Regions from separate parts of the Zea mays genome. Here region 1 is linked to region 2. The links are chromatin contacts, called in public Hi-C maps. All regions are on one chromosome and are shown on one strand. Each heading gives the region's core, a stretch centred on a gene start, on an enhancer-like site or on the middle of the called end of the contact. The rest is flanking DNA. Distances are from core to core; before and after follow the strand shown. Region 1 has its middle 83 kb from the start of LOC100282992. Region 2 holds the start of LOC100282992 (Inositol-tetrakisphosphate 1-kinase 3).

The links. A called contact is a pair of places that touch in the nucleus more often than the background predicts.
Region 1: a contact with region 2 is called in a Hi-C map of leaf, with 5 times the contacts expected there. The contact joins the enhancer-like site here to the promoter of LOC100282992 in region 2. A contact is called at or near these places in 5 of 25 Hi-C or Micro-C datasets (bundle sheath, ear and leaf).

The regions. Positions count from the first base shown.
Region 1 is chr1:111,795,925-111,801,250 of Zm-B73-REFERENCE-NAM-5.0, forward strand. No RefSeq gene overlaps it. Among protein-coding and RNA genes, the nearest start is that of LOC100282992, 83 kb to the left of the region's middle. Within about 2 kb of position 4,042, at least 10 of the 20 cell types and tissues checked have an H3K27ac peak or open chromatin away from gene starts, as enhancers often do. A contact at or near this core is called in bundle sheath, ear and leaf, where this site is marked.
Region 2 is chr1:111,714,314-111,719,000 of Zm-B73-REFERENCE-NAM-5.0, forward strand. It overlaps LOC100282992 (Inositol-tetrakisphosphate 1-kinase 3), which reads right to left and starts at 1,619. Exons shown (of 10, transcript NM_001155896.2): 1 at 1,191-1,619. The coding sequence starts at 1,363.

The sequences.
Region 1 (5,326 bases), core at 2,792-5,291, 84 kb after region 2:
TCATGACATTGATTGATGATGCGTCTAGATTTTGGTATGTATACTTGCTTAAAACTAAAGATGAGGCTTTAGACTACTTTAAAATCTATAAGGCTGAGGTTGAAAACCAACTAGAGAGAAAGATCAAACGTCTTAGATCAGATCGTGGTGGCGAGTTCTTTCCCAAAGTCTTTGACGATTTCTGTGCAGAACATGGCATTATTCATGAGAGGACTCCTCCCTATTCACCCGAGTCAAATGGGATTGCTGAAAGGAAAAACCGTACGTTGACTGACCTAGTGAATGCCATGTTAGACACTTGTGGTTTATCTAAGGCATGGTGGGGGGGAGGCAGTCCTGACTTCATGTCATGTTCTGAATAGAATTCCTATGGGCAAAGAGAGAAAACCCCTTATGATAAGTGGGTTGGGAGAAAACCATCACTTTCATACTTGCGCACTTGGGGGTGCATGGCGAAAGTCAATGTACCAATTAATAAAAAGCGCAAGCTTGGTCCAAGGACAGTGGATTGTGTCTTTCTTGGATATGCTTCGTGTAGCATAGCATATAGATTTTTAGTAGTTAAATCTGAAGTTCCTGATGTGTATGTTGATACTATTATGGAATCACGTGATGCTACTTTCTTTGAACATATATTTCCAATGAAAGACATTCATAGCAATTCTAGATACTCTTCTGAGATAACTCCTGAACATAGTACACCTATTGAGAGTTTTGAACAACCACATGAAATTGTCCTAGAGGAGGATGGCAATGATGCTCCTAAAAGGAGCAAGAGACAAAGGGTTGAAAAATCCTTTGGTGATGATTTCATTGTGTACCTTGTGGACGATACTCCTACTACCATTGCAGAAGCATTTGCATCTCCAGATGCAGATGATTGGAAAGAAGCAGTTCATAATGAGATGGACTCCATTCTTTCAAATGGTACATGGGAAGTCACTGATCGACCCTATGGATGCAAACCTGTGGGTTGTAAGTGGGTGTTTAAAAAGAAGCTCAAGCCTGATGGTACAATTGAAAAGTACAAGGCTAGGCTTGTGGCTAAAGGCTATACTCAGAAAGAAGGAGAAGACTTCTTTGAGACTTACTCACTTGTTGCTAGAATGACCACTATTCGAGTACTACTTTCTTTGGCTGCCTCGTATGGTCTCCTTGTTCATCAGATGGATGTAAAGACAGCTTTTCTAAATGGAGAGCTGGACGAGGAAATCTATATGGAACAGCCTGATGGATTTGTAGTAAAGGGTCAAGAAAGCAAGGTGTGCAAGTTATTGAAATCTCTGTATGGTCTGAAGCAAGCACCAAAGCAGTGGCATGAGAAGTTTGACACGACTCTAACGTCTGCAGGCTTTGCCATTAATGAGGCAGACAGGTGTGTATATTATCGCTGTGGTGGGGGCGAAGGAGTTATATTGTGCTTATATGTTGATGATATATTGATATTTGGCACAAACATTGATGTGATCAATGAAGTCACGTCTTTTCTATCAAAGAGTTTTGATATGAAAGATCTGGGAGAAGCTGATGTGATTCTAAACATCAAGCTGATTAAGGCAGATGGTGGGATTACTCTCTCGCAATCTCACTATGTTGAAAAGGTTTTGAAGCGATTTGGCTTCTCTGAGTGCAAACCTTCTCCAACACCTTATGATCCCAGTGTGACACTGCGAAAGAACAAGAGAATTGGTTTAGACCAATTGAGATACTCTCAGATTGTCGGTTCACTCATGTATCTTGCTGGTGCAACAAGGCCCGATATCTCGTTTGCTGTGAGCAAATTGAGTAGGTTCATGTCAAACCCCGTGACTGATCATTGGCATGCACTTGAGCGGGTTATGCGCTACCTGCAAGGTACAATGAGTTATGGAATTCACTATTCTGGTCAGCATGCAGTACTTGAAGGATATAGTGATTCGAATTGGATATCTGATGCAGACGAGCTTTATGCCACCAGTGGTTATGTCTTTACTATTGGTGGAGGTGCGGTGTCATGGAGGTCATGCAAGCAGACCATTTTGACGAGGTCAACCATGGAAGCCGAGCTAGCTGCACTTGACACAGCAACCGTTGAGGCAGAATGGTTGCGTGAACTCTTGATGGACTTGCCGGTGGTTGAGAAACCAATACCAGCTATCCTAATGAACTGTGACAATCAGACAGTGATTGCTAAAGTGACGAGTTCTAAGGATAATGGAAAGTCATCAAGACATGTCAAAAGACGTTTGAAGTCTGTCAGAAAGTTGAGAAACTCCGGAGTTATAAGTGTGACTTATATTTCAACAGATAAAAATCTGGCAGATTCTTTTACCAAGGGATTACCACGTAATGTGATAGAAATCGCATCGAGAGAGATGGGTATGAGACCCGAATAAAGTTGCCATGGTGGAAACCCAGTCTATGTGATCGGAGATCCCGTGAATTAGGTCCTGGGAAGAACAAGCCATTGGTGAACTGGAGAGTAGCCTTTGACCCTCTCTAAGTAAAGATGCAATACTCTCAAATGCTGTAAGGCAGGTTGGCTTTGTGCCTTAATGTGTTCTGTTGGCTTGTATTAGCGAAGATGTTGTCCTGCAGAACATTCTTTGAAAGAACACACCTATATGAGTTAGACTGTCTAACGTCGCAGTCTATGAGATCTGGGTGATCTCTAGTAAATTCATGAAGAGACCTTGGAGTACGACGTATATGCTCCACCCGAGAAGGGGACTACTGGTAGCCAAGTACTGGTCATGACTTCAAGTGAAACCCATTCACGCAAAACTTGCAATTCAAGGCATAGTCCATTATCCAAGTTGTGGGTTGGTGTAGCTTGGAGTTCTAGGCGGAAGTTCAACTTAACAGTCTCTGCTGAAAAACTAGTATATTAAACAGTAGTGAACAGTGGCGAAAATTGCAGATGGGCATTTGAGATCTGGTGGGGGATTGTTAGGATTTATGGGCTAGGCCCAATTGGGAAATTCGAATAAATCCCAGGAAAATCACAAAAGCCCATATAAGTGGATGGCTAAGGAATATGTGGAACCAATAGCACCATATTGCTAGCTCTAGTGGAGTAGAGCTAGCTTAAATATGAAAGCCACACTCACTCACCAAGTCATGGATGAGAGGAGAGTGTGTGGAGAGCCACACACGTGCGCGCGCTCGCTCGCCTCGCCTGGCCGGGCCGGGCCGGGGCGAAGGGCGCGGGCGCACGACATGCGCGTGAATGGTCCACCGAAATCCGGCCCCTCGCCTTGCGGGGGCGCGGCTACCTTTTGCCGTTTGATTTTTTGGTTTCTTGGCTGTTACGCTTATCCTAACCGATTGCTATAAAATCTCAACTGATTGCGAGATTTTCGTGGGCGGATAAGCACGGGGTCGCGGACTCGGCCCTATAAAAGGAGCCCGGCAGCCAGCCTCCAAATTATCCCAGTTTCGCTTTCGCCTCTCTTCATAGCTGAACCGCCTTTTAGTTCCCTTCGTCCCGACCGCAGAGGTGCATCTGCGATCAGGAGAGCAGGTCTCCGGAACCCTTCGTCTTCTAGATCCTGCACCGGGAGAGGGCGAATAAGGTTTTTGGGAAGCGTCTTCACGCGACTGCTCGTGATCTGCTGACCTCGTCGACCCTGCTGATTTCGCTACTTCGACATCGTCGACCCTGCTGATTCCGGCGCGTGCCATCTATCTGTAAGTCTAATCAGTACGCATCATCTGATTTGGCTTGTTATTTCAGTTCTTCTGATTTGGTCATGATTTATATTCGGAATTTAAACTGAAATTTGTCTAATTATTCAACAGTTTCTACAAATATATTTTGCTCATTGACCAAATACTAACAAAGTCCCACAGCATCATTGGTCTCTTTTGAATATGATTTGAACGCACCTAACATTCTTAGCCTGCTCAAAAGCTAATTATGGGGCAATGAGTATGATATTTGGAGAATATGTAAAGGACAAGTTGTAGCTTGTTCAAGTTGACTATTGTCGAAAAGTTGACCGAACAAGAGAGTTCCTCAATTCCTCTCGCTAAAGCAGTAGTGGCCCATCCATCTTTTGGCCTAGCATGGATCAGTAGTGCTGCAGGCAGCAGGCCCATCAGCGCGGATCTGCCAACCGACACAGAGCTCACAATCATAAAATTACAGATGCAAGTTTTTGTGTTTTAACAACTCCCTTGTGTTCAGCCTATCATGTATAAGGAGACAACAGAATACTTTGTGTTTCAGCTCACACGAAGAACTCCAGAGCCATCTTATTGCCTGATAAATAAAGGATGAACCCAAGAACCTTCTGTATACTTTATTTGAGGAGAACGGTAAAGAACCACAAATATACGATCAAGAGTCTTTAACATTGAGTTGATCGATGTGGCAGAGTTGTGATGATTATCTGGAACTGTAAGAATTAATTGAGAATAGGCCTATTCAGATAATGGGAGTTGAAAGCGATCATGAGCTTCACGAAGTTCTAGAGATTTTGCCAAAGAAATATCTAGATTAGTGGCAAATGAATGTAACTCTAGAAAGTCCACACTTAAAATCTTTTCATTCCATAGATAATCCCAAAGAAAGATAAATGTTACTAGCAAATTTTGAATTATGTGTCAACAGCCTTTTTTCTAGATGTTGGAAGATGATCATTGGAATAGTATCTCTCTCGAAGTAAACTCACCGAAGGAATTATTCTTTATTAAAGTATACATGGAGGTGCTTCAGCAAAAGAGCCTCATTCTTAAATTTATTATACATAAACCTCTTTCAATTGGGCCTTTGAACCATTTTCCATGATGCACTCTCGGAGTGTTCTTTTCATATATCTAATTTGAATTTAATTTTACAACAATTTGGGTAGTGCTGGTGCTATACAAGTTACTGAAGGCCGCATAGATGTCCGGCAAGCAAAATCGCTTGGGGAACATGTCACTGGGGCTAGTTTAGCAACCCTGTTTGAAACTTTTATTTTTTTATAGAGAAATTAGTTTATTTTTTCGTGTGAAAATAAGGATCTCTTGAAAAAAATAGAGTTGACAAACTAGCCCTACAAAGGAAATAAAATAATTCGCTGTTTGAAAGAAAACCTCAGTACACTTGTGTCGTTGAAAATTGATGATGAAGATGAGGATACATCAACAGGGCACTTAATTTGAGTATAATAATACCCTTGTCATCCATGTGATGTATCACACCAAAATAAAAAAGAAAAACAAATAATTGAGTTCGTCTGTCTGCAGGAAATGTGTTGACCATGTGAATCATGCATCCAATAAAAAAATAGTGGCTGGTAGATACGGTGGCCTTCCATCCCGCTACGTGTAACGCGTGCACATCACTTCATTTGTGATG
Region 2 (4,687 bases), core at 369-2,868:
TTCAGAAACTTCATGTTCTTCCAATATAACAAAAAATAATGACCTAAGTGAATCACGAATATATGTTATCTGGTGTAAATATATGACTAATATTCTCCAACTACACAATACACACACTAATGATAACAATTTAATTCGCTGGAAGCCAACAGGTACACCGTAAGCATCAAACATTTCCTATTTTCATGTACCTGAGACTTGTAATAAACAAATCTATAACAATAAATATAGTTGATTCAGAAGTCAAATGCTTGAAAGACTTATTGAAACACGCAAAATCTATACAAACTATGCTTCAAAAGAAATATGAAATAATTCTCTTGTCGCAGAGAAAACAAAAATGTCCCTGTTCCAATTATTTCATTTCCTTTTTCCACCATCTTTTATCGATGTGAGCATGTGCCAAGCCTTGGTCAAGTCATAATATCCACATTGTACTATAATTTGAGGTGACTCTTAATTCAAAAAAGTTTTACTCTTTGCCAAATAGTCTGGCAGATTATTTTGGTCATCTGGTCATTTTAAACACATATCCAAGACATGTGATGTAGTTATCCATAAGAATATTCCAACATGAGAGTCCAAGATGCCATCCAAATGAAATTTGCATGTAAAAATAGATGGATACTAAAAGTTTGAACTAGAATTAACATTTGACAAACAAGCCTCCCAGACTGCTTCCAAAACACTAGTAAAATAATATACGCCCCCCAGTCCATAGCTATAAAACTCATGCAGAAGCCACTAGGGCCTAGGCATCCACTTAACTACTTAAGTGTTATGATATCGACATTCCTTGTCCACAGAGAAAATGCAGTCAATTCCATTCCATCCAAAACAATAGAAACCAAATCAATTAACAATAAAATCAGCTCCTGCAATTCCTACTCTACTGAATCAAAAAAAAAACTTCCCTTTAGAGAATTTGTCCAAGAAGGGTAACAGCATAATCTGGTCAGAATGCAGATTGAACATTTAATAAATGCCCCCACTCATCCCAAGTTTTAATCCACTAACCATCATTTCCATTTCGTTCGCGTTGGTCCATAAAAATTAAATGAAACAGAAATCATATCCCTTTCAGTCAACCAAATCAGCCATCACAGTCCACAGCACACGCCTCTTCTCCTAGGAGAACCACACAAAAGATTCCAGCGTTGACGCTGGGGATCAGCAGGTCTATTCTTTACCTGGCCAGCGCGAGCAGCTTGGGCTGCAGGAAGCTCTTGACTTTCTTCTTGGTGAGGGCGTACCCCACCACCAGCGGCTGCACCACGGAGGCGGGAGGCGGCGAGGAGGGCACCGTTTCCCCAACCACAGCCACGGCCGCCTCATCGTCCGACACCTCGCCGTGCACCCTCATCCCCGCAAACCCTAACCCCGTCGAGGAATGGCAATGAAACCGTCCACAAGGAAAAATACTTCAAAAAATCGGAGAAATCCAGAAAAAAATCGGAAGCGATCGGGGCATCTAGAAATTCGCGGACAGGGACGGTTCAAGGTGGAAGATTTTAGGAGAAGAGAAGATGATTTTTTTCGCAGCCTTTTTTTCTTTTTTGGAGCTTTAATGGCGAGGCGAGTGTGAAGAGAGAGAAAGGGACGAAGGGGAGTCTAGAGAAGAAGGAGAGGGAGAGCGGGAGGGTATTTGTAGACGTAAAGGGACCATGAGCACGGCCCACGTGGCTGCTGCTCGGATCCTCTACGGCTGCGCAAACCTTTATAGCTTTCTCTTGAAAATTAGCTCACAAAAATCATCATATTATCCTTATGCGTATACATGCGCGACTTAGGGGTGTTTAATTTCTCTAGCTAAAATTTAGTTCGTGTCATATTAAATATTTAAATATTAATTAGGTGTATAAAATATAAATTTTATTAAGTTTAATAAATTCATATTATCTTTTGGTCTTCATTTGTGTAATTAGTTTTATAATCAGACTATATTTATACCTGTAATTATCATCCAAATATTCGACGTGACAGGAGCTAAACTTAAGTTTGAGGTGAGAGTGTTTGGTTTTAGGTACTGTTGACATCTTTTCGGGCGCCATTCACTATAATGAGAACCGGCGGCGGTGCTCTATGCACAGGCGCGGACGGTCCGCGGCCAGGGGCCAGACTGTCCGCGACCTAGCGCAGGGCTTGGGTTTCCTGTCTGACGTGCCGGAGGGTCCGCGCGTGCGCAGGGGCGGCGGAGTTCACTGCCGGAGGGACCCCGTCGGGGAGGACAGATCCTAGGTGTTGTTTAGGCTCGGCAGACCGACCTAGACTCATCTGATCGACGTAGAGGCTAAGAGAAGCGGAGAATTTGAGGATTGGAAGACTAAACTAGAACTAGACTAGAACTACTTCTAAGTGTACGATAAAATGCGAATTGTATTGATTATTGATTTGATTGTTGATCATTAATCGGTCGTATTCCTCTGTATTTATAGAGGAGGGGGCTAGACCCGTTACAAACAAATTCCCCGAGCTAATTCCGTGAATCTAGCCAACAGCTGTAGCAAGAAACTCGGAACCCTAATTGGCTCTAAGCGCGCATGGGCCGTCCAGCCTCAGGGTCGGACCGTCCGGTCGCTCAATTTGGTGCTCAACATATGCCCCCTGCCTTTTCGAGGAGCTAGGCGAACCAAAAGCAACTAACCTGATGTGATCACATCGGCTTTCTTAGGCATCTTGCCACCTACTAGGATGGTACGCAAGGGTCTTGGTCACGATGGTTAACCCAACGGACGTGACTTGTTTAGCTTTGATCGAACTGTCAGTCCAACACCGTCGAGCGTTGTACTGGTCCTGACCAATTTGTCATCTTGCTTTCCTAATTTTCTAAGTGTTATGGCGTAGCTCCATAGTCGACCAGGTCTTCTCCTTGCAGGTCGTCTTCCTCCATGGGTGTCGGTACGTCGTTGGAGGTGTCCTGGTGTAGTGCGGACGGTCCGACCTTAGAGGTTGAACGGTCTGTGCCTTGTACGGGTGGTCCGGCCTTTATAGCCGGATTGTCTGCCATACCTGCAGAGAGCTGCATAGATGTTCTTTTATTTTCTGTCTTTGTGGTCGTTTGCTTTTCCTCAATGGCCTTTGGTCTCCATCTCTTTTGCGGTGGTGGATACTGCGGATGTGTGTCATTTAATATTTTTTCTGCCTCCTTTTCCTGATTCTCCTTTGCTCTGAGGCGCTGTAATTTTCGCTTTTGCGATCGTGTCAATCCCGATGGGCACCATCGGGGCATGGAGTATTTTGGATCGACTGTTTTGTTGACAGCCGCATCTTCTTTTTTGTTTTTGTTAGCCAATTCACCAAAAATCATCGCCCTTTCGTTATTTTGTCGTACGACGACATCTGTTGTTCCTATTTTAATGACATTCCCTTTTATCGTATTGTTGGAGGTTGTAGCTATATGCCCCCCTGCCGGATTAGTCAGCCTTTGGGCCGAGTTGTCCGGTAATCTTGCTGGCCCTGTGCTCGTGGACCAATTGAGGGGCTCTCAATCGGTCTTATACTGGAGGCGTCAACCTGTCAAAAACAGATGATTGAGGTGCCCCAGGAGGGGTATTATGGTATCCCGAATGGATATGGTGGCGCGCCCCACATCTGATTCGGGATATATAGTGGCAGTGGTATGTATGTATAATGACATGACATGGGTGTATGTGGAGGTGGAGGTGTCCACGCAGGTGCGTTAGGTCTTAATTGAATATTATGACCTCTCGTCCTTTCCGATTGGTGAGGTGGTCCTGAAAGTCGCCTAGAGGGGGTGAATAGGCAAATCTGAAATTTATAAAGTTTAAGCACAACTACAAGCCGGGGTTAGCGTTACAAATATAATCGAGTCCGAAAGAGAGGGCGAAAACAAATCACAAGCGAATAAAAGCGGATGACACGGTGATTTGTTTTACCGAGGTTCGGTTCTTGCAAACCTACTCCCCGTTGAGGTGGTCACAAAGACCAGGTCTCTTTCAACCCTTTCCCTCTCTCAAACGGTCACTTAGACCGAGTGAGCTTCTCTTCTCAATCAACCGGGACACTAAGTCCCCACAAGGACCACCACACAATTGGCGTCTCTTGCCTTGATTACAATTGAGTTGGAAACAAGAAAGAAGGAAGAAGAAAAGCAATCCAAGCGCAAGAGCTCAAAAGAACACATAAGTCTCTCTCTCTAGTCACCAATTTGTTTGGAGTGATTGCGGACTTGGGAGAGGATTTGATCTCTTTGTTTGTGTCTTGGAATGAAGTCTATAGCTCTTGTATGAGGTTTGATGGTTGAAAACTTGGATTCATTGAAGTGTGGTGGTTGGGGGTATTTATAGCCCCAACCACCAAAATAACCGTTGGTGAGGGCTTCTGTCGTATGGCGCACCGGACAGTCCGGTGCGCCACCAGACATTGTCTGGTGCGCCAGCCACGTCACCAGGCCGTTGGGTTCCGACCGTTGGAGCTTCTGACAACTGGGCCACCGGACAGTCCGGTGGTGCACCGAACAGTCACTATTCACTGTCCGGTGCGCCTTCTGCGCCTGCTCTGACTTCTGCGCACGCAGTCGCGTAATGTAGTGTTTCACTGTAGCGTTGCAGACGACCGTTGGCGCTTGGAGCCGTTGCTTCGCTTGGAACACCGGACAGTCCGGTGAATTATAGCGGAGCGGCCTCCCGAATTCCCGAAGGTGGCAAGTTTGGAGTGGAACTCCCTG